Linked DNA regions of Mus musculus: regions 2, 3, 4, 5, 6 and 7 are each linked to region 1. A link is a contact called in public ChIA-PET, HiChIP or PLAC-seq, Micro-C and promoter capture Hi-C data. All regions are on one chromosome and are shown on one strand. Each heading gives the region's core, a stretch centred on a gene start, on an enhancer-like site or on the middle of the called end of the contact. The rest is flanking DNA. Distances are from core to core; before and after follow the strand shown. Region 1 holds the start of Dbf4 (DBF4 zinc finger). Region 2 overlaps Abcb1b (ATP-binding cassette, sub-family B (MDR/TAP), member 1B). Region 3 holds the start of Abcb1b (ATP-binding cassette, sub-family B (MDR/TAP), member 1B). Region 4 overlaps Abcb4 (ATP-binding cassette, sub-family B (MDR/TAP), member 4). Region 5 overlaps Abcb1a (ATP-binding cassette, sub-family B (MDR/TAP), member 1A). Region 6 overlaps Adam22 (a disintegrin and metallopeptidase domain 22). Region 7 holds the start of Abcb4 (ATP-binding cassette, sub-family B (MDR/TAP), member 4).

Region 1 (3,029 bases), core at 180-2,679:
AAATATTTTTCCCCAAAGGGGCTTATATTTGGATTTTTCCAGTCTATTATCAGCCTTCAGGGATTTCAAGGATGGTCGATTCTTTTCATTTCTGTCTTGGATGCCACCTGTGATTACAAAAGAATCAGGCAACATTTTATGCAGACAAATTTTTAATTTATTTTACAAAAAATGTTCAACAGCTTTATTGCAGAAAGGAAACATTACTAGTCATAACAAATTAAGTCATTAGAATCTAAATGTTTTCCCTAATATTACCACTTAGGATGAAGGCAAACTGTCCTGTATGGTTTCCACAAAACTCTATACTGGAGAACAAGAGCTGAATCAGCAGAAAATAGTTATTATTTACTCCTGTTCCGTGTATGAAGCAGGAATTCTATAGAGCTGTTCTGGAAAACTTACCTTCTCATGGTGTAAACGTCATGTGGGTAATTAACAGGTCGGTGAAAACCCAACACAGGTGTTTCAAATATTTAAAGCTTATTTACCTAGGTAGCCACACACACTCATCTAGAATAAACAACCTAATTCTTAGGGGTTACTAAATGCTGGCATTTTGGTTTCATAGTTTGTCTAGTACTTAAAAGAACTAGACGAGGGAGTTCATGCACTTTGTTTACATATTAAGAACCTAAGCCCACTAAGGACTATGCCATCCATCTTTTATTTTAAAAGCAGATGAGAATCAAACATCTTCTTTAAACTTTCGAAGACAACCTGCACTTTAGTACTTAGTTACTAGACACACATGCACCTCTTAGGAATTTTCCCTATAATGAAAATTTTTTATATTAAACATTGAGATTGAAATCTGCTTTTGTCTATGAGGTTGAAACACACACACATACACCTCTCCGTCTCCCTCACGAGTGACGGGAACAGTCACAAATGGGCGTGGGCGCCTCCTCCGTGGGGCCGTCGGGGACCCGCGCATTGTCTGAAGCCTGCAGCCCCGGGAATGCCGGGTCGCTCGCGGCCGAGGCGGGGAGAGCATGAGGGGCCCGGCCAGCGTCGGTCCCTCACGGAGACCAACACCGAACGCCTCGCGGGCGCCGAGAACCCACAGAAACGCAAAAGCGGCAAGAGGCCCTCCGCAGGAAGACTCTCTAGAACCCTCCGTGGAACCAGCCAGGCAGGAAACGATTAAAGGGACCGCGGCGGGGGAGGGGCTCCATACCCGGGAGAGGTGCTTTGCTGTGGATCCTCATGGTCTCGAGGTTCATGGCAGCCACCAGGCACCTACATGCTGGGTCCGCACCGGGGGCCGCATGGAACGGCCGCGAACACAAAGCTCCCAGGGCCTCCCCGGCCCCGGCTCCGGCCTCGGCCTCGGCGCCGGGCCGCGCTTGAGGGCCGGTTCCGGCGCGGAGGCTCGGAGCAGGAAGAGGCTGTAGCTCAGACCCGGGAGCCGCGGCGGTTAAAGATTTGAAAACGCGTCACGCGACCGCGGCGCCCAGACGCGCTCCCCGCCCTTCCTACGCCGGGGCCGGCCTCGCGCAGGCTCCACCTGCCCCGCCTCGCGCCCCGCGGGCCCCGCCCCCGGATGCTGACCACGCCCCCGGCGCGCCAGCCCGCGGGGCCTCAGACCCGGCTCTCCCGCGTCCTCCTCGAGTTCCGGCTCCGCTCTGCATACTTGGAGTGTGGGGCAGCCAGGGCGGTGGACGCGGTTAGCCTCGGAGGCTTCACCTCGTGGTCGACATCACCTGCTAGGCTGGCTGAGACCCGGGCCTTGCAGTCGCCTCGCCACCAGGTACTCCAGTTAACCCTGTGTGGGACGCGGGGCCGGCCCTGGGCTCCCGCCGACCTTGCAGACGGGCCGCAAAGGTCCCGGGTGGCCGCGGTGGCGGCGGGGCCGGGGTCCACCCGCCGGATCCGACTCTCGCAGCCCTTTGGGTACTTTGTTCTGTACAGACCTGTTCTTTCTCTCTGTGTGTATAATTGTCCTTTTTGTAGCAATAAAAGAGTGGAAAATGAAGTCTCAGGGTTTTTCATCTGTAAAACGGGAATACGGGATTATGGTCAAGACGAAATTCAGGCGTACGTGATTTGTTTTAATTTTGCTTTGTAAATGAGAAAATGCCTCACAAAACTTGTTTGGAGTATACTTCTGCTCTCACCCATACAGACGTTATGCTTTGTACTGTTCTGCATTTCTTAACTCCTGGCTATAATAGACACTCCTTATAGTATTGATTTTTGATGGAGTACCCTCAAGACAGTCAGTACAAATAAGTATATTCAGGCACAGACAGGTGAATTGTGAGACTATTCGCCAAAGACAACATCAAGTTGGATTAGCATTGCTAAAAGAAATGATTTTGTTTTAAACAGGTTATGGACGGAGGCTGGAGCGACAGTCATCGAACTGTCTATCTGTATTAAACTGCTTTAGACAGTCGGAGCTAATTTGTAATCTCAAGAAATGTCCGGAGGAGGGAGCCAGAAAGGGAAATATGTTGAGACATTGTACTGATGAATTTGAATTAATATACATGTGCTTAACAGACCTTGAGAAGGAGGAGCAAACATTTTTTAAAAATGAGGAGAGGATTCAATTTTCAAAGCGTAAACTACGGAAAGGAAACAGAATTTCCATGTTTGTAAACTGGTTCAAATGTTTGAGAAGCACTAATACAGAGTAGAATTAAAGCCACGAGGGAAGGGGGAATGCCTTGGAGTAGAGCTTGTGAGATGAAGTGGAGAGTCAGGGGATGAGGCAGTGCGAGTGAGGAGAGGGAGAGCAAGCTGAGTTGGAAGAGACTGGGAACAAATCTTAATAATGGTGGGGAGGAATGGAATTTTTTTACAGAATTGGTGGTCCCAGCTTCCCAGCTAATCTAGGAATTGGATAATTCCGAGGCTCCGATTTAGTCTGTGAAGAGAGTACTGGTTCTTAGCTGTTAGGGGGACTAAGGGGAATGCGCTTGGAAGCAGTAAGCCTGGAACTGAAAAATTCTAATTACTGTCATGTTGATGACTTGACTCAGCTTCGTCCCCAACCGAGTTCAAACCGGTTAAAACCTGAA
Region 2 (2,995 bases), core at 203-2,702, 430 kb after region 1:
TGGCAGACTTTTCCATGAAGCAGGAACTTTGGAAGGCTGTCCCATCTTTGTCTAGGCAAAATGAGGCAGTCAGTTTTCCAATGTCCTGCCTGTCCATAGGCAATCAGGAGTCTACTGTCCAGTGGCCAGCTTTGACACATTTGAAGCAAGTGTCAGGAGCGTCTTCTGTGTCCATCTTTGGAGGAGGAGGAAAGGAGATTAAGGGTGCTGTCAGGAGCTGACATGCCTACATGAAAAGCTTTTTATTAAACATTTTAAAATGCCATATTCTGCAAGTCTCTAAAGTCAGAGGACCATCTGTCTATCTAAATAGACAAACTTTGTGTGTTTCTAGTTATCCGTCCTAGGCTCAACCTTGAAGACATATACAGGAGGCAAAAAGGCTTATTCCTGTTATCAATTGCATTCGTTCTTAGCATCACTTCAAATATATTTCTGAACACTTTAAAGTGTATGATCATTTATAAGGTGGCTGACTACCAACTTGCATTTCTTAATTATCATTAATAGTTTGCAATAATTTACTAACTTTTATAAGTCTAGGACTTTATGTTTTATCTCTTAGGTTTAGATTTAAAATAACAATTTTAAATTGGAGCCTTCTCAACATCAAAACAAAACTTTTTAATCCATAAACATAAAAATATCTATAGCTTAATGTTAGCAAAAAAGAGGATAAACAGATTTTCAGTCAGTGATTTATAGCCTATTTAATGTTGTAAACCTCCAAAACCTTTCTAAAAAGAAGTTTAAAGTCTCTCAATTGTGTTTTTGTAATATAGAAATAAAGTGCCTTTTTAAATGTGAAGAGAGAGCCATAATTTTCAGAAGGCAAAAACCCACATTCTGACACAAGGGAAGAACTGGACCTTAATGAAGTGTCTCCAAGCTCCTTTGTCACAATCATGGCAGGCCCCCCTTTCTGGGAAAAGTTTCTAAGTGGCAAAGACATGAACAAAGGTGATGTGTTTAAACAGGAGTAGGAAGGTCAAAAGTCTGTCCCTGTCCCCACCCTGTCTCTGCCTACACCTCCACACCCAAGACCCTTGTGGTTCAGAAATTCCTGGAATGCTAATCCTTTGTAGAGCCTTCCCTGGCTCCAGACAGGCAAGTGCTTCTTTCTTCCCACAGCACAGTCCTCAGGAACTCCCTCCACTGCACTGATCACATGCAGCTCCCCTAGGTCCTCACATCAAGGACATGCCCGCTGCCCTGTCACCCACAGCTTGAGTGTGCTGGGTAGATGTGTTGGGAGGTGTCCTACTCTACAGATCACCAGTGTTGTGTGTCCCACAGTGTGGAAAAGGGAATGTAAAACAGGCTCTTCTCAGGGTTCCAGGCCAGTTCTCTTCCATCAACCCACTGAGATGTAATCCTACATTAAAGATGAAGACAGCACTGAGTCTCAGAGACGAGGCAGTTTCCCAAATTCACACAGCTAATCCAAAGGGGATCCAGCTGAGTTCCTTAGAACTGGAGTGCACGGTATCTGTCACGCCTGCGTGCCTCACTGACAAGCCACAGCAAGCTGCTTGAATGACTGAGCGATGGACTGAATCTGCACTGTCTTCTTTCCAGAAATGCGATGAAGAAAGCACACGTGTTTGGGATCACGTTCTCCTTCACCCAGGCCATGATGTATTTTTCTTATGCTGCTTGTTTCCGGTTCGGTGCCTACTTGGTGGCACAACAACTCATGACTTTTGAAAATGTTATGTTGTAAGTATTGATTTTCTAAATAGATAAATATTTGATATATTGATTTATTCCAAGTCTTTGAAGCAATGAAATTTGCTGACACACCATTCATAGATTTAAAAATCTTAGATGTAAAAATCTATTTAATTAGGAACCGCCAAAGGAAACTTATGAAAAGTGGCCACTTTCTAAAAAAAAAAAAAAAAAAAAAAAAAAAGTCCCACACATTTAAATGTTACATAAGGAGAGAAAACCATCATGTGGTTTTTTTAGTTGTAATTTTAAAAATTGCAGTATATTCCTTTAGCATATGTGTGTGTGTGTGTGTGTGTGTGTGTGTGTGTAGGCCCAAGAAAAGGAAGTGGTGGGTTCCTAGTGTTCTGGAATATTCTTCAGCATTATGCTGGTTTGAGTGGTTACTCTGACACAATGTGATGTATGTGGAGAAAAGCAAGGGCCTTTGAATGGTGTTCTGGGGCATGATGGGAAAGGAAGACAAAGATTTCCCCTGTTTTAGAAATAGTTTAGCAATAGAGTTAATGAAACATGGCACCCACTAAAGCAGAGCTACAAGCCAATTTAGGAGAAGGTCCAGGCATAAACATGACAACTATACTTGGTATCTCTAAGGTCCTTTCCAATCTATGCTGTGAAGGCCACGTCACAAATGCAAATGTATCTTAATAGCTGCATGGCATGCTAAGTAGGGAGACGCTCGTCACATACTTCATAGGCTTTGTGAGAATATGTTCCCACAACCAGCCATGAGGCCTCAGTGACACAGAATTAAAAACATTTATTTTGTGCATAAGTCAGTTGTACTGATCTGAGTTAGTGTTACAGGACAGGGTAGGTGGCTAGTGTGTGAGGGGTGTCCTCTGCGCATGCTTTATCTTGTAGTAGAAGGAGGGAGGGAAGGAGGTGAGGGGGACGGGAGAGAGAGAGAACATAGAAATGAAAATGAAGAAACCTACTAAGCATACAAGACTCTTAGACACCTAGCTGACGACAGCAACTCTGCTGCACCTTGCCAATAGAAATAAGTCACAAAGCAAACCTACATTCGAAGGGTTGGAAACACACTTCATCTTTTAAACAGAAGTGTTTGCAAAAGTCAGAGAGAGATGAAAGAACTGGCTATTTTGTATCCAGCCACACTGCTATGCATTTCAGGAACAGTATTTCATTTAAAATCGAACAAACTCTTGAACACATAAAGAGAACAGAACACTTACAGCATTTTGACAAAGAATGTGAGCAGTTTGTCACATCTATGTTGCAAGGGACAAAAATGAGA
Region 3 (2,936 bases), core at 263-2,762, 380 kb after region 1:
GGGGCATGGGTCAGGCATCTTGGAAAGGCAGCAAGTGAAGAGGCATATGTGTCACTCAGGGGATACAGAATACATGGTTCGGGCTTTCAGGACGGCTGTGCATTCTCTCCCTGTTGGTACATCACCGGAACACTGGAAGCTGGGATGGCAGGTGGCTGTACTGTTGACATTGCTGAATTAGGTGAGGGAGCTGCACTCTCTGTCATTCCTAAATCTAAACACTATCTCATAAACCTACCTTATAGCTTTGTTTTCGAGCCTTGCTCCTGTCATTACTGTTGGTAACACAAGTGACAACTCCTTAAAGTGCTATATTTAACAGTTCTGCTGAAGGAGCTCGCTCCCCACAGATTTTAAGGGTGAACTGCAAGTCCCACGCATGTTGAGATGAGAAGGGGTGCCGGGGTTAAAAGGAAGCTGAAGAGCGGAAGAACCTGCAGGCCTGGGAGCTAGTAACAGGGCTCGTAGTCAGACATGAGGTAACCACACTAACAGCCAGGGAAAAGATGGTCTGGGCCCTAGGATGACAAACTGCTCTGTCCTCACCCTGAAGCCCCCGAGGAGCAGGTAAGGCACAGATCTCCTTTCGTGGTGTGTCCTTACCTTAATAAAGCCAATTTTAAAGACCAAGTAAAATCTCCATCTTGTTCAAGAAGGAGACCCCAGCTCACCCCATAGACAATGAGTTAAATAAAAACAAAGGTGGCTACTTCTTGCTATCTGTGGAAACAGACATCTTGGTAGAAGAAACAGGAGTCTCCACCCAGGTGGTCAGTGCTTCAATGTCATTGAGACAAGGAACTCTGTCTATCTCAGGTTGACATTTCTCAGCCACTGAGTTGCCAGCAAGTTAGGTCACAGTCAGTTACAAGTAGACAGAAAAAGACCTGCTACACGCAAATATCTGCATCAGTCAGAATTCCAGAACATCTAAGAACTTGATATGCCCTGGGAAAAAACACAGATATTGATTCCAGAGTTAGAAGTTGAAAATACTATGTACTTTGAAATATCATTTCTACCTTGAAATTGTATAGGACTATCATCCAAGCCAAGACCATATATATATATATATATATATATATATATATATATATATATATATATATTTCACAGAAAAATTTCTACCAGCCTAGAAAGCAATGCTGTCAGAAAAAAAAAAAAAACTTTACAGAATAAGCAAGGTCCCTGGTTGCTTTATTAATTATATTAGATTAGCTATGTCAGGGAAAGTGTCTTTTTAAGTATGACTCATCAGAGAACCAACTGTGTACTATCCAGGTATATACACTTCTGTATGGACACTTACCTGAACACGTAAAGACAAGTCTATGTAAATGTCTGAGGGAACCAGCGCCCTTCTCAAAAAAATCAGGGTAAGCCTGGAAGTATCTCCTGTTTCGCAACCGCTCCAGCTGCCCATGCCCAATCCCACCCACCAGGCTGATTGGCTGCCGGGCCTTAGGGCGGCCGCTGGCATCTATTTTAATCCGGGGCCCGAGGAAGCCCTCTGGCTCCTTCCCGCAGTGGCTCTTGAAGCCGTAAGAGGCTGAGGCCGCTGCTTCCATCTTCTGAGGTTCCGCTCAACTCAGAGCTACTTCCAAATTCTACATCTTGGCTGACTTTGCGAAGGAAACCCGGAGGTGGCACGTGAGGTAGGCAGTTCTCGGAAGAGTGCGGTGCTCCGGATGCCTGAGTCCGGTCCGGGTGGTAGCGTCCTCTTGAGTCTGTGGGGACCAAGTGGCGACAGCCACAAGTCGCTCCAAGAGCACCCGCAGCAGCAGCCTTCAGGACGGTGTTTTCCGCGCCAGCCCTGTGCTGTGGATCTCGCTGCCCAGCTCGCAGCCGCGGGCTGGTGGAGGAGCGCGCCAGGGCGGAAGGGACCCAGCAGGGCGGGGTGGCGGGACCCAGAGCCGAGCACCCGGTCCACGCGGGTGACACAGCTTCCCGGGATTCCCCGGGGTGAGTTACCCCCAGGCCCGGCCCCAGGAGCATCAGGGCGGGGCTCCTCCTCCTCTCTTGGCTCCGTGGGGCAGTGAGCTCTGCCTAGGTTCTGGTCCCCGCGGCCACGTGTTTGGCTAATGAACTGGTTTCTCCTCAGGTGGTGATGGAGTTTGAAGAGAACCTTAAGGGAAGAGCAGACAAGAACTTCTCGAAGATGGGCAAAAAGAGGTAGCCAAATTATTTCACGTTCGTGCTTGTACATTCTGGCCAATTTGTAGCCTCCGGCACTGTTTTAAATGATTAGTGGGCGTGGGCGTTATTTCAGCCCTTGGAAGGAACTCCTCTGCTTGGAGCAGTCCTTCAGATGTGTGTGACAGATGGATGCTTCTGTGAATTCAGCCTCTACTCACATCTTTTTAGTTTTATGACCTCGGCTTTTTTGAGCGCTGTTGATCGCTCATGCCTTGAGCCTTATGCTGCTTGGGTGCTCACTGTGGCCCATTATCTTCTGATAAACACGTATACAAACACAGAATGTGGCATAACAGGTGAAACAGAACAATACAGTTATATGGTTTAAGGTTGCTTACCTATACTTAAATTAGAAAAATTGAAACTGTAATTGCTAAGAGAAAATAGTTACTCTCAATATATTTTTATCATAGTGGACTGCGTGTCGCCAGTAATTAAAAACTTACCTCAGTGGGTTCATTATATATAGAAAATTGTAAACTAAGATAATAGGAATTAGTAGCTATATTAATAGTATTCGGAAACAAGATTTCAGTATAAAGAGGGAAAGTACAAAGTGAAAGTAAACTTTACATTTAATAATGTGAAATTAGAATAAGAAACATCAGTATGATTTTTTTCAGTCACTCATTTTTAGTCCACTGAAAAGGGTAGTACAGAAAGACACTCTTGAAGTTTTCTAGTAAAGAAAGGTACACGGCATAGAACAGTTAACTTCAGCCAGACCTATTGCAGAGAAA
Region 4 (3,100 bases), core at 232-2,731, 490 kb after region 1:
TGTAAAGAACCCAGATGTCCCTCAACAGAGGAATGGATACAGAAAATGTGGTACATTTACACAATGGAGTACTACTCGGCTATTAAAAAGAATGAATTTGTGAAATTCCTAGGCAAATGGATGTATCTGGAGGATATCATCCTGAGTGAGGTAACCCAATCAGAAAACAACTCACATGATATGTACTCACTGATAAGTGGATAATAGCCCAGTGTGCATTCTTGACCCTGAGCCAGCTCTCTATCCCCTGCCTGCTCCTTTCCCCCCTTTCTCCTTTTGGAAGAAAAAGTTGTGATTGTAGGTTTGATCTTTGCCGTCCTGTGGGTAGAGTTGGCGTTCTAGAATATGCAAGTCAAGTCCTCATGGTGAGTGAGGACAAGATAATAGCTTGTGGTTTGACCACTGGAGAAATACATATTCACACAAAGGGAAATGAAATGGAAAACATGATTAGAATAAGAAGATATTGGAGTTATCCTTGTTCTCTTGTTGAGTTTAACTGTGGAAGAGAGTTTCATTTATTACTATAGATAGGTCATTGTGTAAAAGAGCATTCAATTCACACATCATGCAGCTTTTTAAAATAGAAAAGAAAAGTCATGTTAGATCATCTGGCTATATGAAGATGTAGATACGCTCATAGCATGATTGTGAAGGTAATGCATTTGAATTATACTAATGACTAAAATAAAAACTTTTAAAAGTTAAATTACTTACGTTCTAAGAATCCATGCATACTTGGTAGTGGTTTTTTTGATATGTATTTCCCAGATATGTATGTTTTTCTCTTCCGAAACTTAAGTCATAATACGTAGGTCTTTGGTAATCTTTTCTATAAACCAGTGACATTTTGTGACCATCTTCCACGTTGGGGTTGATCATGTTTCAAAAGTTGCACTTGACTCTTTCAAAATGAAAATTCTAAATATAATTTGGTCCTTAGACTTTCTCCATATGAGAATTTGAATCTCACAGTGTGCTTACAGGGGCCTGAAGTTGGTGAAGGTTGGGGGTATCAGTAACAGCAGAGTCTCCCGACTTCCTGTTCTTCTCTGGCGCATTGTGGCAGCTCACCACATGTTTTCACTTCCGCATTTCCTCCCGACGTTTTATAAATAAGGGAGGTGGCATTAACCTTTGCCATTACCCTTGCATGGTGAATTTGTCCACATTTGTAGCCCTGGTACATAATGTCTGTGTCACAGGTAAAGGGAAACTGGCAAGCCTTCTACACAAAGAGCTATGACTTCATTGCAATAATGCCTTAATATCTACTTCCATTAAGAATTTTTTCTCATTGGTCCTGAGATAAGAGATAGATAGTGGAAGGGATTTGGGTTTTGTAAACACGTATGTCACTGTTATTTCAAAGAACATAGATATATGTAAAAGTTCTTGGAGAGAAAGGAGTAATTTCTCTTCTCCTATATCTTTCTTAAGTTATATATGCTATAAATCTGTTTTCCTGAAACTGTGTTGGATTTATACATCAGTTTATGTTCCAATGAGACAGATGTGAAATGTGTCGTTTTGTGTGCTGCAAAATATAATGATCATAATTTTATGTTCTATAAATGGATGAACTGACTGGTGACTGGGAATGGTAATATATACCTTTAATCCCAGCGCACAGGAGGCTTGGGCTGGAGAATAGAGGCTATAATGAGTTCCAGACCATCATGGACTGCAGGAAGACACCCTGTTTTTAAAATATAAAGGAAGTGTTAGACTTCCGTTGATCTGACCATATATCTATCAATCTATAATAGCTTTTTAAAGGAAAACCACATGGGGCCAAAATCTGTATGTTTCCTATTGAATATTTTGTGCAATTCCTTGCAGAGTTAGATAAAATGATAAAGAATGGAATGAAACTTTAACAGGAGGAATGCTTTTTCTGGTGGCATTAGCTTCAGAGCTAATGAAGTAGGAGTCAAATGTCTTTATGACTAATACTTTGTGATCAGGGAAAAAAGCAACAAATGGTTTGGCAGACTAAACAAAGCTTATTTTTGATGCATACAAAGGGAAATAAAATATAAATAAACACATTTAGTAATGAAATGTTGTGTTAGTTTTTAAAATTTTGTTCTTTCGGGAGGCTGAGGCAGGCTGATTTCTGAGTTCGAGGCCAGCTGGGCTACAAAGTGAGTTACAGGACAGCCAGGGCTATAGAGAGAAACCCTGTCTCGAAAAACCAAAAAAAAAAAAAAAAAAAAATGTGTTCTTTACTGAAGCAATTTTATTTTTAGCAAGTTGATGGGTGTCTTATCACACTAATTATATACATGTATCTAATTATCACAATGTGTTTCATAAAGATGTACAAATATTGTTTCTCAGTAAGAAAAAAGTTACTAAGTGTCCAATAAATCCTAAATTCGGTCCTTCATGTATATTTCAAGCAAGCTCTAACGCAGATGATGCTATTCTGTTCCTAACTCTTTCACTCAGGTCTTCTTCTCAATCCTCATCGGGGCTTTCAGTGTGGGGCAGGCTGCCCCCTGTATTGATGCTTTCGCTAATGCAAGAGGAGCAGCCTATGTGATCTTTGACATTATTGATAATGTAAGTCTTTCATTGTCTGAAAGCTGAGAGAGTCATGGTGGTATTGATAATCAAGTATTGAATCACGTGTATTAAGTTATTTAGTAAGGTACACTCTAACAACAGGAAACTCTACAAGTTTATTTGGCAATATCAAATCACTGACTCCACTGGAGTCTGTTTATATCCATCACGATGTTTATGTCCATCACGAGAGTGTAGGTTAAGATGCTTCCTTTCCGTGTTTACTTCCTTTGCATGTTTGACCAGATTATAATTTCTATACAGTAGAGTGGGCAGGGGGATAAATTGTGTATAGGACCAAATTAACAGTGAACTTTGCTATGAGGTTTGCTCTTCTCCCTAACCTTAAATCAACTACATTGAATAAACTAAACTGACTACATTGAAAATGAAAAGATTTACATACTAAAGCATGCCATTGCATTTACATAGTAAAATTCAAAGTTGGAAATTGAAATTATAGAAGTAGATCTAATTTATAATTCTAAATGTATTGGATGTTTACATGGTTCCTACGTAATACTGTGCT
Region 5 (3,193 bases), core at 618-3,117, 310 kb after region 1:
GACCTAGACAGCCACTCTACTAGGTTCCTTTGCTGTGGATGGCTTAGTTAAGGACATAGGTCCAGGGCAGGATCAGTCTTCGGCTGCCATGTCCAGCAAATCTGAGAGGACTTCCTGTGGAGGAGGAACTTGGGAGACTGACCTTGCTTTGTCTTAAACAATGTGAGGCATGTCAGGTATCCTGTTTGTCCACAGTTCAGGCAGGGCCATAGGAGCGGGCAAGGCATCGGAGCAGTATTTCTCAATAGTTATCATACCATGATCTAGGTGGAGTCCTTTCTTGTTGTGTCTGTATCTCCGTGGAGATCTTGATAGAGTCGGTGCTAGGATTTGACAATCTCTGTCTTCTTAAGCATCTTAAGTTTAAGCATCCTAAGTGCCGTATTCAGCAGGTTTCTGAATGTCTGACCTTCCAAATGTGTGCCTAGATGGATTCGTGTTCAGAGGTCTCCAGAAAGCCATGCTTTGGAAAAAGGTCTTATGTTCAGCAAGGAATAAAACAGCTCCTTTAAAAAGCTTTCTGACAGGGCAGCTAAGAGATGGGTGATGTGCAAACTCCTACCAAACCTGAAATATTAAAAGTAGAGAAGCACATATACACACAGGCACACAGACACACACACACACACACACACACAGAGAGAGACAGAGACAGAGACAGAGAGAGAGAGCGCACAAAGTGGGAAGGTTACTCAGAAACTAAAATCCCTCTTTCTCCTAGAGGGCTGTGTGATTTTGGTAGTGGCAGCGATGGTTTGGTTTGGTTTTGTTCAGTGTTGTGTGTACCCTTGCATGAGTTGTTCTTCCATCACTTCCAATTACTCAGCTTGGATAAACAAAGAATTCCAGAAGCCCACAGCTTTACATGAACATGGCAGGGCCAGCCTTGAGCATCACTGACCAGCTTGCTCTGGTCAGCTGGAAGGGAGTTTGCTGTCAGGAGAGAGACTGCCAGACTTTTGTCTTTGGAAGGAAGAAGTCAGAAGTTTGCCACTGCTATTTATCAGTGGTCCATTTGCTCGTTTGTTTGCCTGTCAGGGATATGACTGAGTCCTAGTCCCTCAGAAGATGGAGGGATTTTTAAATGACAGTGGGTGCTCTGGATTAGGCTTTCCCCTCTATGTTTCTGCGAACATTGAAACTTACACTTTGGTCATGGGAAGAGGAACCTGAAAGAAATCCCACTATGATGTCACCAAGTATGCAGATTGTTGGTCAAGATTATACAAGAACTTTCTGAGCTTCCAAGTGGTGACGAGCCTGGCTAGACGTTCCTCTAATAGTTTAGTATTGTCAATGCTGTGACATTTTGCATTGCAACTCAAACTGGATAAGCCTGGCTGTAGGCTAATATACCATTTCTCCTCTATTTAAGCATTAATTTACTCTTTTGTTGAAGTTAATTCAAGATCATGTAATATATGTATTTCACAGGGGGATTGTGTGATTATACCCAAAGACACCCCTGGAACTGTGGGATATTGATTTTAACATCATTTTGCTTATTTTTTACCCCAATATTTCTAACGTTACTGACACTCAACTAATCTCATGCCATAGTTTAAGAATGCAGTAGGTTCTTGAAAGTGGCATCATAGCTGTGTATTAAACAACAGCAACAGTCAAGTTCTCTTTGTGTGGCTTACATGATTGCTAAGAATTGATCTCAGCAACACCGACTATGCATTACTGATCGCTATAGTTATGCTATGTAATAATCAACCACTAAACTTCAGTGACATGGAACTATAACCATTTATTCTGCTTGAAGTCTCTGGGTCACTTCTCCTTATCAGGGTTGGGCATAGTAGATCTCTGCTGTGGTCTCTGTTGTTTGCAGTGAGCTATAGGCTCACTGGCCAGGATGAAAAATATGAACAAAACATATGCTGAGTCACAGGCTTGGAACGGGGAACAGTCATTTCCAGTACATCCTGTCCATGAAGTCACCTCACAGGGCCACTGAGTGGTCAAAAGGTGGAAAACAAATTTGTACTTCTTAGATGGATGTTTAAGCAAAGGTCATGTTGTAAAATGTTGAAGATTACAGAAGAGGCGAACAGGGGCCATTTCGAATCATCTGCCATGCCTATGTAAAAATGTGAGGGAAGGGGGTTTGTTTTATCTTTCCACTTTATAATTGCAGTCACTCCATTCTTATAGAAGTGCCACATTGTTAACGTTGTAGCTATCACACACTGTGCATACCTGTCTTCTGTTTTCCAGAGTATTCTCAGCTATTGTCTTTGGTGCCATGGCAGTGGGGCAGGTCAGTTCATTCGCTCCTGACTATGCGAAAGCCACAGTGTCAGCATCCCACATCATCAGGATCATTGAGAAAACCCCCGAGATTGACAGCTACAGCACGCAAGGCCTAAAGCCGGTGAGTTTGATGTCCTCAGTGGATATCTATCCCTGACTTCTCAGTGAAAAGACATGAAGAGGAAATTTAATAAAAGTTGTGCTTTAATGCTCTCTCTCTCTCTCTACACACACACACACACACACACACACACACACACACACACACACACATGTACTCTTGATTTGATCTAGATGAGGTGGTTTGAATAAATGTTAATACTGTATATTACTTTCATAAAACAGTTACAGGGAGATATGACTATTGACTATTGTAGTCTAGGAGAGTACAATGATGTTGTATTAAGAATTCATGCTACACAACCATTATCTCTTTCGAATGAAGTCCAGAGATGTGAAATGAAGCTTAATATAACGGGAGCTCACTTTTCACACCTGGTGCTAAAGGTTACCCCAATCCACCGTTTTCTTTCTTTTTTTTTTTAATTATTTTTTATTAGGTATTTTCCTCATTTACGTTTCCAATGCTCTCCCAAAAGTCCCCCATACCCTCCCCTCCCACTCCCCTACCCACCCACTCCCACTTTTTGGCCCTGGCATTCCCATGTACTGAGGCATATAAAGTTTGCAAGTCCAATGGGCCTCTCTTTCCAGTGATGGCCGACTAGGCCATCTTTTGATACATATGCAGCTAGAGTCAAGAGCTCCGGTGGGTACTGGTTAGTTCATAATGTTGTTCCACCTATAGGGTTGCAGATCCCTTTAGCTCCTTGGGTACTTTCTCTAGCTCCTCCATTGGGGGCCCTGTGATCCATCCAATAGCTGACTGTGAGCATCCACTTCTGTGTTTGTTAGGCCCCGGCGTAGTCTC
Region 6 (3,320 bases), core at 151-2,650, 350 kb before region 1:
TGCAGCCATCAAATCCAACAGAAATGATACTGTCCCATAAGGCCATGAATTTGAAGGGCAGAGGTACAACCAACAATCGTCTTGTAAGTTTTCATTTTCTGCTGCCTGACTTTAGGTGCTCCATGTTGAGAACTGGCAAAACCATGAATAAAACTGGGATGGAAATACTACCTTCTGCTCTCCAAGTCCGGGGCAACTTTGTTCTGTCCCTGCAGGTGTGGTAGGAAACGTCTTTGAGCTGAAAGTGTCTGCCCTGCAGAGCATATGCTATAAGCAGGTGCCAACAGCGAACGGCCAAGCCACTTTTACAGCATGCTGCTCTCACACAGCCAGATGGGCTGTGGCCTCAGCTGGTTCTCACAAATGCCAGCTCAATTCTTTACAATACGATAAAGGAGGATCTGGAACCCAGTCCCCAGCTCTCCAGTGGCCAGAGAAAGGACCCTGTCTCTGAAGCCAGAGTAGTCTTAACTCTCCCACCAGAGGAAACTAAGTATTCAAGGCCCCAACTAAGCCCTCTTCCACAGAAATGTCAGCTGGTCATATAAAGCTCGTGGAATAAGAATGAAAAATTCAATTTGACTGCCTTTTGGGGGAGGAGAGGGAAGCAGATGATAGCTATAGAAGAAAACAAACAAAAGAGACAATTAGGAACATAAAAAGTAGAAAATGTGCTGCCAACAGGAGTCCAGGTGTCTCAGTGCTCAAGCCAACTTGCTGCTGCTGAGATCTTTAGAGAATGCCCCAAACACGGCAGCCAGTAGCAGCAGCCAGCTGCACCACCCCTGGCTGTGCAGCTAGGTGTCTTGCTTCTCCTTACTCCCATCAGTTCCAAACTCTGTCCCCTTCTCTTTATATGGTGCAAGCTACCAAACAGCCTTTCTTTCCTTTACATTTAAGTAAGACTAAAAAGTAATCTTGCCTTCAGAGCAGGGCTTCTCTAAAGCACTGTACAGATCAAAGGTTAAGATGGAACTATGGCAATAGAAAACTCACACAGTGAAGTGAACAAACTTGACTCTGAAAGAAAAAACGCAGGCAGAGGTATCCCACTTTTCCTGGATTAAAGGTACCCCCCTCCCCCCCAAAAAAGGGGGACAAAGCATGAAAAGGGCAACAGGTAAAGTAGCTGCAGAAAGCCTAGGGCAACAGGCAGGATGAAGTCAGCAGAGATTCAAGGTACCCAGAAGAGAAGCATGTGGATCTGTCCTTGAAAGCATAGCAGCCCCACTCCCCCATGCACACCCCTGGAGGGCAGGGAGTATTTAATCTTATCTTCACAGTGGCTTCTTTTAGACTACCACCAATCTCTCATGCATAAAGACTACATTGGACCCGCCTGTGCAAACATTACTTTAAAAGCCTTGTGAAGCCAGGAGAAGAAACCACACCACATCCTGAAATAGAGCACTCCTCTCACCTGCTACAACAACATCCTAAGCCCTGTTTTCCTGTCCCCAGTGACTCTCCTTGAGTAACCAAAGTGGTTACTCATCAGTTAGCATCTAAGGGAGGGACTGAGGTGTCTGGCTTTTGCTCTTCAGAGCCAGCCACTGCAGAGCACTAAGAATCTTCATGTGGCACCATCTAAGCAGCACTGGTTTCTCTCTGCAGACTTTGTGCGACTGGAGTCATTTTCTATCTTGCTGACTCTGGAGGAGGACTTCCCATCTAAGGAAAGTAGCTGGGAAGAGTGAGTCCGGCCAGTTCATTCTTTAGGATCCTCTGTTACTGCAGGCCTCCCCTGCTAATGTAGTGGAAAGACTTGAATGTCTGTTTTCATTGGAACAGAAATGATCTGCATAATGGGACATCTCAGGCATCTGGGTATCTGAAGCCCTATCGATGCCAAGATTATGAGAACGAGAAATAGCATCCAATGAACAAACACATCGCTGCCCTCCTCTTTGTAGCAATGATCCCACAGCACACTGGGAAGTATGAATACTAGTTGCATGATTCAAACCACATGGAGCTGCAAAGTTCCTCTTCAAAATAGACATTTAAGAATGAAATAATCACTGTGCTTGGGTTTGATTCCACGAGTCTCTTCTGTGTACCTCAGTGAATGAAGTCATACAGAGTTCAGTGGAATGATACATACTTCTTGAAGTTATCCATCAAGACTAAAGTCTGTTAATTCCAAAAACAATTCTAAGAATGCTTAAACATGAGAGATAGAGACCCAGACTAGAACATTAAAGCTATTATATTTCTAAAATCACTTTGCAAGTTAAGCAAAACCTTTTCCTCTCATTTCATCTGAAGATGATTACAAGCCAGAGCAACTGATTCTCCCAAAAGGCACGCGATAATGATTTTAATTCTCAATAATAACCCCAGGTAAAAATAATTGAGAAGGTAAGGAAAGATCAGTAGGTAGACAGATAATGAGTTTACTAGCTAACCTTTTGTGAATTCTTTCACGTTAGGGCTTAGGTAACTAACTATAACTACAAAGCATATTTACAGGAGGCACCTCTCAGTCAAACTATAAACTCTCTCTTCCGTAGTCAAAATAAACCTTATATTACATTAGCCTTTATATACTCAATACCAAGAAACATTCAGTGCACATCTAAAGTGTTCTTGTTCAAAAGTCACTTCGTTTGCTACATCTCTTTCATCTGTCACCTGTCTGCCATACCTTAAGCTATGTGGAGATATTGTTCAACACTCATCTATGCCTTTGTCTGAGACTGCTTTATTGAGTCATCAGCAAACTATATCCTTGCCTGTCAGGAAAAATGTTTTTCACTGTATAATTTTGCCTGATTAAATTTGTTTTCTAACACCTTCAGAGCGTTTTAGAAGAGTGGACCATTGCAAAAGACATGAGCTGAGCATACCTTTGCCTTCTAGTCTGCCTCTTCAATTTGGGTATCTAAGACAACTACACAGAGATGCAACAAACTGTGTCCCTGGATGCCTCTCAAAGAAGTCAAACTTAGAGTCCATTTCTGAGTTCTTGTCTGATGACTGCATTCCTCACATAAAACAGCAAGGAGAAGGGGGAAATCACAAGTGTGGTTCACAGTGGACCACATGATTGAGCCTACCAACTTCAGATCTCACTAGAGGGGCTTTCTCTTTGCATGACAACATTGCATTGAAACAGCTATTAATGTTTCTTTTTAAATGACAAGATTTCACATAGAACATTCTTTAAAAAAAAAAAAAAGTGGATCAAAGGTTGGCTCAACACCCAAGGCTCTTTCCCTTGCAGGCTTATGGTTCCTCTTGCAGTTACTGCACCTGTGTAGCCATGGGCTTTATTTAATCTTTCATGTCTTGCTCAGGCTTCCATCCACCATCTGGTT
Region 7 (3,111 bases), core at 220-2,719, 470 kb after region 1:
TTGTTTCCAACCTTACTAGATCCCCTATTTTAATGGATGTTGAGACTGAATTGAGATTTAAATAACCCATCCAAAGCCAGAGCACCGGTAAACGGCAGAGCAGAGCTGCCTTCAGGGTCTGTGTGACAACTCTTCTACTCTTCATACTTTAAGGTTGTCTGGAAAGCAGTTAGACAGCTATTGTGCAAATGCCACACAGAACAAGGCTCAGCCGCAAATTCAGCCACTGGACTAGGAGAAAAGCAAGCCACATATTATACAGGTGCTATGTTTTAAAAGCAACACTAAGTACTTTCACAGTAACCTAATAAGGAAGACAGACTCTTAAGAAACTGAAGCCCAGAGAAATAAGCAGTGCCCACAGCCACACACTGACCTGTGAAGCTCTTAAGTATGAAACTTGCTTGCTTGAAGCTCAGAAGGTGTCGCTTTATTATCTGATTTAGCGCCTTCGTTTTGGGAAGAGTGGAGAAATCGATGAGAACTCACAAGGAAGCCATATTCACATAGGCCCTAAGAGTAAGACGATTTGGCATGGAGGGATTAGAGTAGGAAATCAGAACAGCCACAGTCAATAGGCTTTGCATCGGTGCCAGTCTGAAAGATGCAGCGTTGGGAATGGAGATGTTACTTAGCTTCTCTGAACACCGATGTCTTCACTTTTGTGAAAACCAAACCAAAAGTACGTGCTTTTTTCTCTCATTTTATTTATTTTCTGCACGTGGTTTGATGTATAGGAGTGCACATGTTCCATGATGCATGTATGAAAATCAGAGAACAATTTGAGAGACCATTGTCTCCTTCCACTATGTCTGTAGCAGAGATCAAATTCAAATTGTGAAGCTTGGAAGCTAGCTGCCTTGTCTGGTCTCAGTGGGAGAGGATTCACCTATTCCTGCAGAGACTTGACAAGACAGGGTAAGGGGGATTGGGGAAGAGACTGTGTGAGGCGGGTACCGAGAGAGGGGGCAGAGATCAGGATGTAAAATGAATAATATTTTTTAAGTGTGTGCTTTTAATAGGGGAATCCTTTTCAGCCCCCAAGTTCTGTGTCTCTATGTGCCCTCCCCCGTGTGGGACACCAGCGATATTCCTCATCTCCAAGGAGTTTAAGCTGACGATTCTGGGCTGGACCTGCTTAATCTTCAGCATCTGGGGTGTTAGTTGCAATTTGGTGCCATATAGACTCGAGCCGAGGATGCATAAGTGGCGACCTCGCTACTTAACTTCCTATTGGGATCTCAGAGCGCCTGGTTGTTGAACTGGTGGAAATTACTTCCCCAGTGTGTTCTAAAAGAAAACTCAGCATGGGGGAGGTGTGGCAGTCACTTTTAGGGGCCCGTAGCCTGCCAGAGGAGGCATCGAGCAGGCTTATCGGCTGCAGCTGGTGCTGCGTTGCGGGCTGCTGGCAGCTCGCCCGGGTGGGCGGCCGCGGAGACGCGCGCCCCTGGCGGCGAGGGCGACACGCTGGTGGCGCTGGGGCCTGCAGAGCCTGCGGGGCTTGCGGGAGCTCTCCTGCGGGCCCGGGCCCTCGCCCCCGCCGCAGCGGGAGGCGTCGCCGGCGCCGGGTGCGTGTGGGAGGCGGGGACGAGCCGCGGCGAGCAAAGTCCAGGTCTGCGCGCCACCCGCTGCGGCCAACACGCGCGTGAAGTTCAGGTGAGGGAGGACGCGGCGGGAGAAAGGGACCGAGGGAAGGCAGTTGCGGTGGGACCTGCCGGGGAGCGGCTGCCACCAGTGCCCCCGGCTCTGCGCCGGCTCTGCGCGGAGCCTGGAGGTCCCCCTCTCCAGGCAGCTGAGCCGGGTGCACTTGGACCTGAGGCTGTGGTTTCTCCCCAGGCTGAGATGGATCTTGAGGCAGCGAGAAACGGAACAGCACGGCGCCTGGACGGCGACTTTGAACTAGGCAGCATCAGGTATACAGGACCGCAGAGTCACTGGCTTTTCCGTTATAGCGGAGTCCTGAAAAGAAGTTGTGAGAACCGGTTGATGCCTCCGGCCTTTGGGATGAAGTCTTTAAGTGTTCTTGAGGACTGTCTCCCAGGCTCCTTTTGGAACAGGTTCAGAGAGAAGAGGCTGTCTTCAAAAGCGCCCCCCTCCCCTGGACACGGGTGATTTGATGAATATTGGCGTTGTGTAACATTCACTGTATTTTTATAAAGTAAACGTTTCACTCTTTTTAGCCATCATCTGGCTACTCGAGTTGGTAGAACTTCAGACACCTGCTATTGATGGCTGTACTTCTGAACAAGGGTAGCGAAGCAAGGCCCCCCTCTTCCTGTGTTTCTCTTCTTTGCCTCGTCTTCCCCTTCTCCCATCTGTAGACTGTTTGCCCTATTTCTCCTCTCTAGGGGGTGACATGGAGAACAACCTCATTCTTCACTAACTTCTGCTTCGAAATCAGTTTTTTTCCCCCAGTTGCAAGAGGGTGAACCTCGACGCTTCCCCTGCCAGTGGGTCTGTCTTTCTCCCTGACTCTCGTTCTCCCCCAGCCACAGTGAAGCACACATACGGCTTTCTGTCAGGCAGAAGGGCCTAGGCAAGTGTGTGCGTGTTTCCTCTTTCGCTGTGGGGACAGTGAATCATTTTTACCCTCAGCTTCAAATAGTTTATGAGGCTATTACAGTCTCTGAGTTCATGCTAGGCCACCCGGAACAAACTGACATGTGTCATGAAGTTGTCTTCTAGAGGGAGAAAATTTATCAGCTTCTGTAGTTGGTTCTCAAGCTGCAAGGGGCCTGATTAGCCAACTGACAAATATGCCTATCTGAATCTTAAACTGAAGCATTGCTTCTGTTAATTGCTTTGGACCGTGGCATCGCCCTACTCATTCTTAGAATCGTGACATTTATTCACAGAAAATTTAGGTTTGTCCATATCGAGTCATAAAAAAGCAAAAACAAAAACAAACAAACAAACAAACAAACCCCAAATGTATGGATGGTGTTACTTCTAATAGAAAAATGTGGTTTTGTCATCTGGCAATTTAGGCTGGGGATGACTGTGACTCTATTAATAGATGGCATTTTCACGAAGACGGCTATTTATGTATTATACTGGCTGAGCACACTGACTAGTATTAGAAGGAGCAGTCCCTGGAAAAGGTGTAGTAAC

The links. Promoter capture Hi-C pulls out the DNA fragments that hold promoters and counts their contacts. Hi-C and Micro-C count contacts between places; a contact is called where the count stands out from the background. ChIA-PET counts read pairs in DNA pulled down with a chosen protein or histone mark. HiChIP or PLAC-seq counts read pairs in DNA pulled down with a chosen protein or histone mark.
Region 2: a Micro-C map of embryonic stem cells shows a contact between it and region 1, with 2.1 times the contacts expected there. The contact joins the enhancer-like site here to the promoter of Dbf4 in region 1. A contact is called at or near these places in 12 of 39 promoter capture datasets (the 3T3-L1 cell line, the C10 cell line, the HPC-7 cell line and 6 more), 1 of 15 datasets of contacts at CTCF or cohesin (large pre-B cells), 5 of 484 Hi-C or Micro-C datasets (Th1 cells, embryonic stem cells, natural killer cells and 1 more), 18 of 115 datasets of contacts at active chromatin or transcription factors (the 230-238 cell line, the SCID.adh cell line, T-cell acute lymphoblastic leukemia and 12 more) and 2 of 9 other capture datasets (adipose tissue and liver).
Region 3: a promoter capture Hi-C map of liver shows a contact between it and region 1, with 4 times the contacts expected there. The contact joins the promoter of Abcb1b here to the promoter of Dbf4 in region 1. A contact is called at or near these places in 12 of 39 promoter capture datasets (the 3T3-L1 cell line, 3T3-L1-derived adipocytes, the C10 cell line and 6 more), 3 of 484 Hi-C or Micro-C datasets (LSK cells, embryonic stem cells and reprogramming fibroblasts), 14 of 115 datasets of contacts at active chromatin or transcription factors (the 230-238 cell line, the SCID.adh cell line, bone marrow-derived macrophages and 9 more) and 4 of 9 other capture datasets (adipose tissue, liver, macrophages and 1 more).
Region 4: a contact with region 1 is called in an H3K4me3 HiChIP or PLAC-seq map of pro-B cells, with 4 times the contacts expected there. The contact joins the enhancer-like site here to the promoter of Dbf4 in region 1. A contact is called at or near these places in 7 of 39 promoter capture datasets (the C10 cell line, the HPC-7 cell line, cranial neural crest and 4 more), 5 of 115 datasets of contacts at active chromatin or transcription factors (embryonic stem cells, epiblast stem cells, fetal liver and 2 more) and 3 of 9 other capture datasets (adipose tissue, liver and pancreatic islet).
Region 5: a contact with region 1 is called in an HNF4G HiChIP or PLAC-seq map of pancreatic cancer cells. The contact joins the enhancer-like site here to the promoter of Dbf4 in region 1. A contact is called at or near these places in 4 of 115 datasets of contacts at active chromatin or transcription factors (bone marrow-derived macrophages, embryonic stem cells, large pre-B cells and 1 more) and 1 of 9 other capture datasets (adipose tissue).
Region 6: a contact with region 1 is called in an RNA polymerase II ChIA-PET map of memory CD8 T cells, with 7 read pairs. The contact joins the enhancer-like site here to the promoter of Dbf4 in region 1. A contact is called at or near these places in 3 of 39 promoter capture datasets (the HPC-7 cell line, hematopoietic stem and progenitor cells and liver), 2 of 484 Hi-C or Micro-C datasets (nephron progenitors and pre-B cells), 1 of 115 datasets of contacts at active chromatin or transcription factors (memory CD8 T cells) and 1 of 9 other capture datasets (adipose tissue).
Region 7: a contact with region 1 is called in a promoter capture Hi-C map of hematopoietic stem and progenitor cells. The contact joins the promoter of Abcb4 here to the promoter of Dbf4 in region 1. A contact is called at or near these places in 9 of 39 promoter capture datasets (the 3T3-L1 cell line, the C10 cell line, cranial neural crest and 5 more), 2 of 484 Hi-C or Micro-C datasets (embryonic stem cells and erythroblasts), 9 of 115 datasets of contacts at active chromatin or transcription factors (astrocytes, embryonic stem cells, epiblast stem cells and 4 more) and 3 of 9 other capture datasets (adipose tissue, liver and pancreatic islet).

Annotation. Positions count from the first base shown.
Region 1 is chr5:8,421,287-8,424,315 of GRCm38.p6, forward strand. Dbf4 (DBF4 zinc finger) reads right to left here and starts at 1,430. Exons shown (of 12, transcript NM_013726.3): 1 at 1,181-1,430; 2 at 1-107. The coding sequence starts at 1,226. Slc25a40 (solute carrier family 25, member 40) reads left to right here and starts at 1,552. Exons shown (of 12, transcript NM_178766.5): 1 at 1,552-1,753.
Region 2 is chr5:8,847,934-8,850,928 of GRCm38.p6, forward strand. It overlaps Abcb1b (ATP-binding cassette, sub-family B (MDR/TAP), member 1B), which reads left to right. Exons shown (of 28, transcript NM_011075.2): 23 at 1,579-1,719. Among named protein-coding and RNA genes, the nearest start is that of Abcb4, 44 kb to the right of the region's middle. Within about 2 kb of position 1,453, at least 5 of the 459 cell types and tissues checked have an H3K27ac peak or open chromatin away from gene starts, as enhancers often do. A contact at or near this core is called in embryonic stem cells, where this site is marked.
Region 3 is chr5:8,796,635-8,799,570 of GRCm38.p6, forward strand. Abcb1b (ATP-binding cassette, sub-family B (MDR/TAP), member 1B) reads left to right here and starts at 1,513. Exons shown (of 28, transcript NM_011075.2): 1 at 1,513-1,655; 2 at 2,102-2,172. The coding sequence starts at 2,108. Gm5106 (predicted gene 5106) reads right to left here and starts at 1,889. Exons shown (of 3, transcript NR_152133.1): 1 at 1,310-1,889.
Region 4 is chr5:8,916,205-8,919,304 of GRCm38.p6, forward strand. It overlaps Abcb4 (ATP-binding cassette, sub-family B (MDR/TAP), member 4), which reads left to right. Exons shown (of 28, transcript NM_008830.2): 10 at 2,455-2,568. Among named protein-coding and RNA genes, the nearest start is that of Abcb4, 24 kb to the left of the region's middle. Within about 2 kb of position 1,482, at least 47 of the 459 cell types and tissues checked have an H3K27ac peak or open chromatin away from gene starts, as enhancers often do. A contact at or near this core is called in the HPC-7 cell line and pro-B cells, where this site is marked.
Region 5 is chr5:8,735,389-8,738,581 of GRCm38.p6, forward strand. It overlaps Abcb1a (ATP-binding cassette, sub-family B (MDR/TAP), member 1A), which reads left to right. Exons shown (of 30, transcript NM_011076.3): 26 at 2,227-2,383. Among named protein-coding and RNA genes, the nearest start is that of Gm31157, 41 kb to the left of the region's middle. Within about 2 kb of position 1,868, at least 24 of the 459 cell types and tissues checked have an H3K27ac peak or open chromatin away from gene starts, as enhancers often do. A contact at or near this core is called in adipose tissue and pancreatic cancer cells, where this site is marked.
Region 6 is chr5:8,074,026-8,077,345 of GRCm38.p6, forward strand. Adam22 (a disintegrin and metallopeptidase domain 22) reads right to left here. Exons shown (of 31, transcript NM_001310440.1): 31 at 1-3,320. Among named protein-coding and RNA genes, the nearest start is that of Sri, 19 kb to the left of the region's middle. Within about 2 kb of position 1,401, at least 24 of the 459 cell types and tissues checked have an H3K27ac peak or open chromatin away from gene starts, as enhancers often do. A contact at or near this core is called in memory CD8 T cells, where this site is marked.
Region 7 is chr5:8,892,252-8,895,362 of GRCm38.p6, forward strand. Abcb4 (ATP-binding cassette, sub-family B (MDR/TAP), member 4) reads left to right here and starts at 1,470. Exons shown (of 28, transcript NM_008830.2): 1 at 1,470-1,656; 2 at 1,837-1,913. The coding sequence starts at 1,843.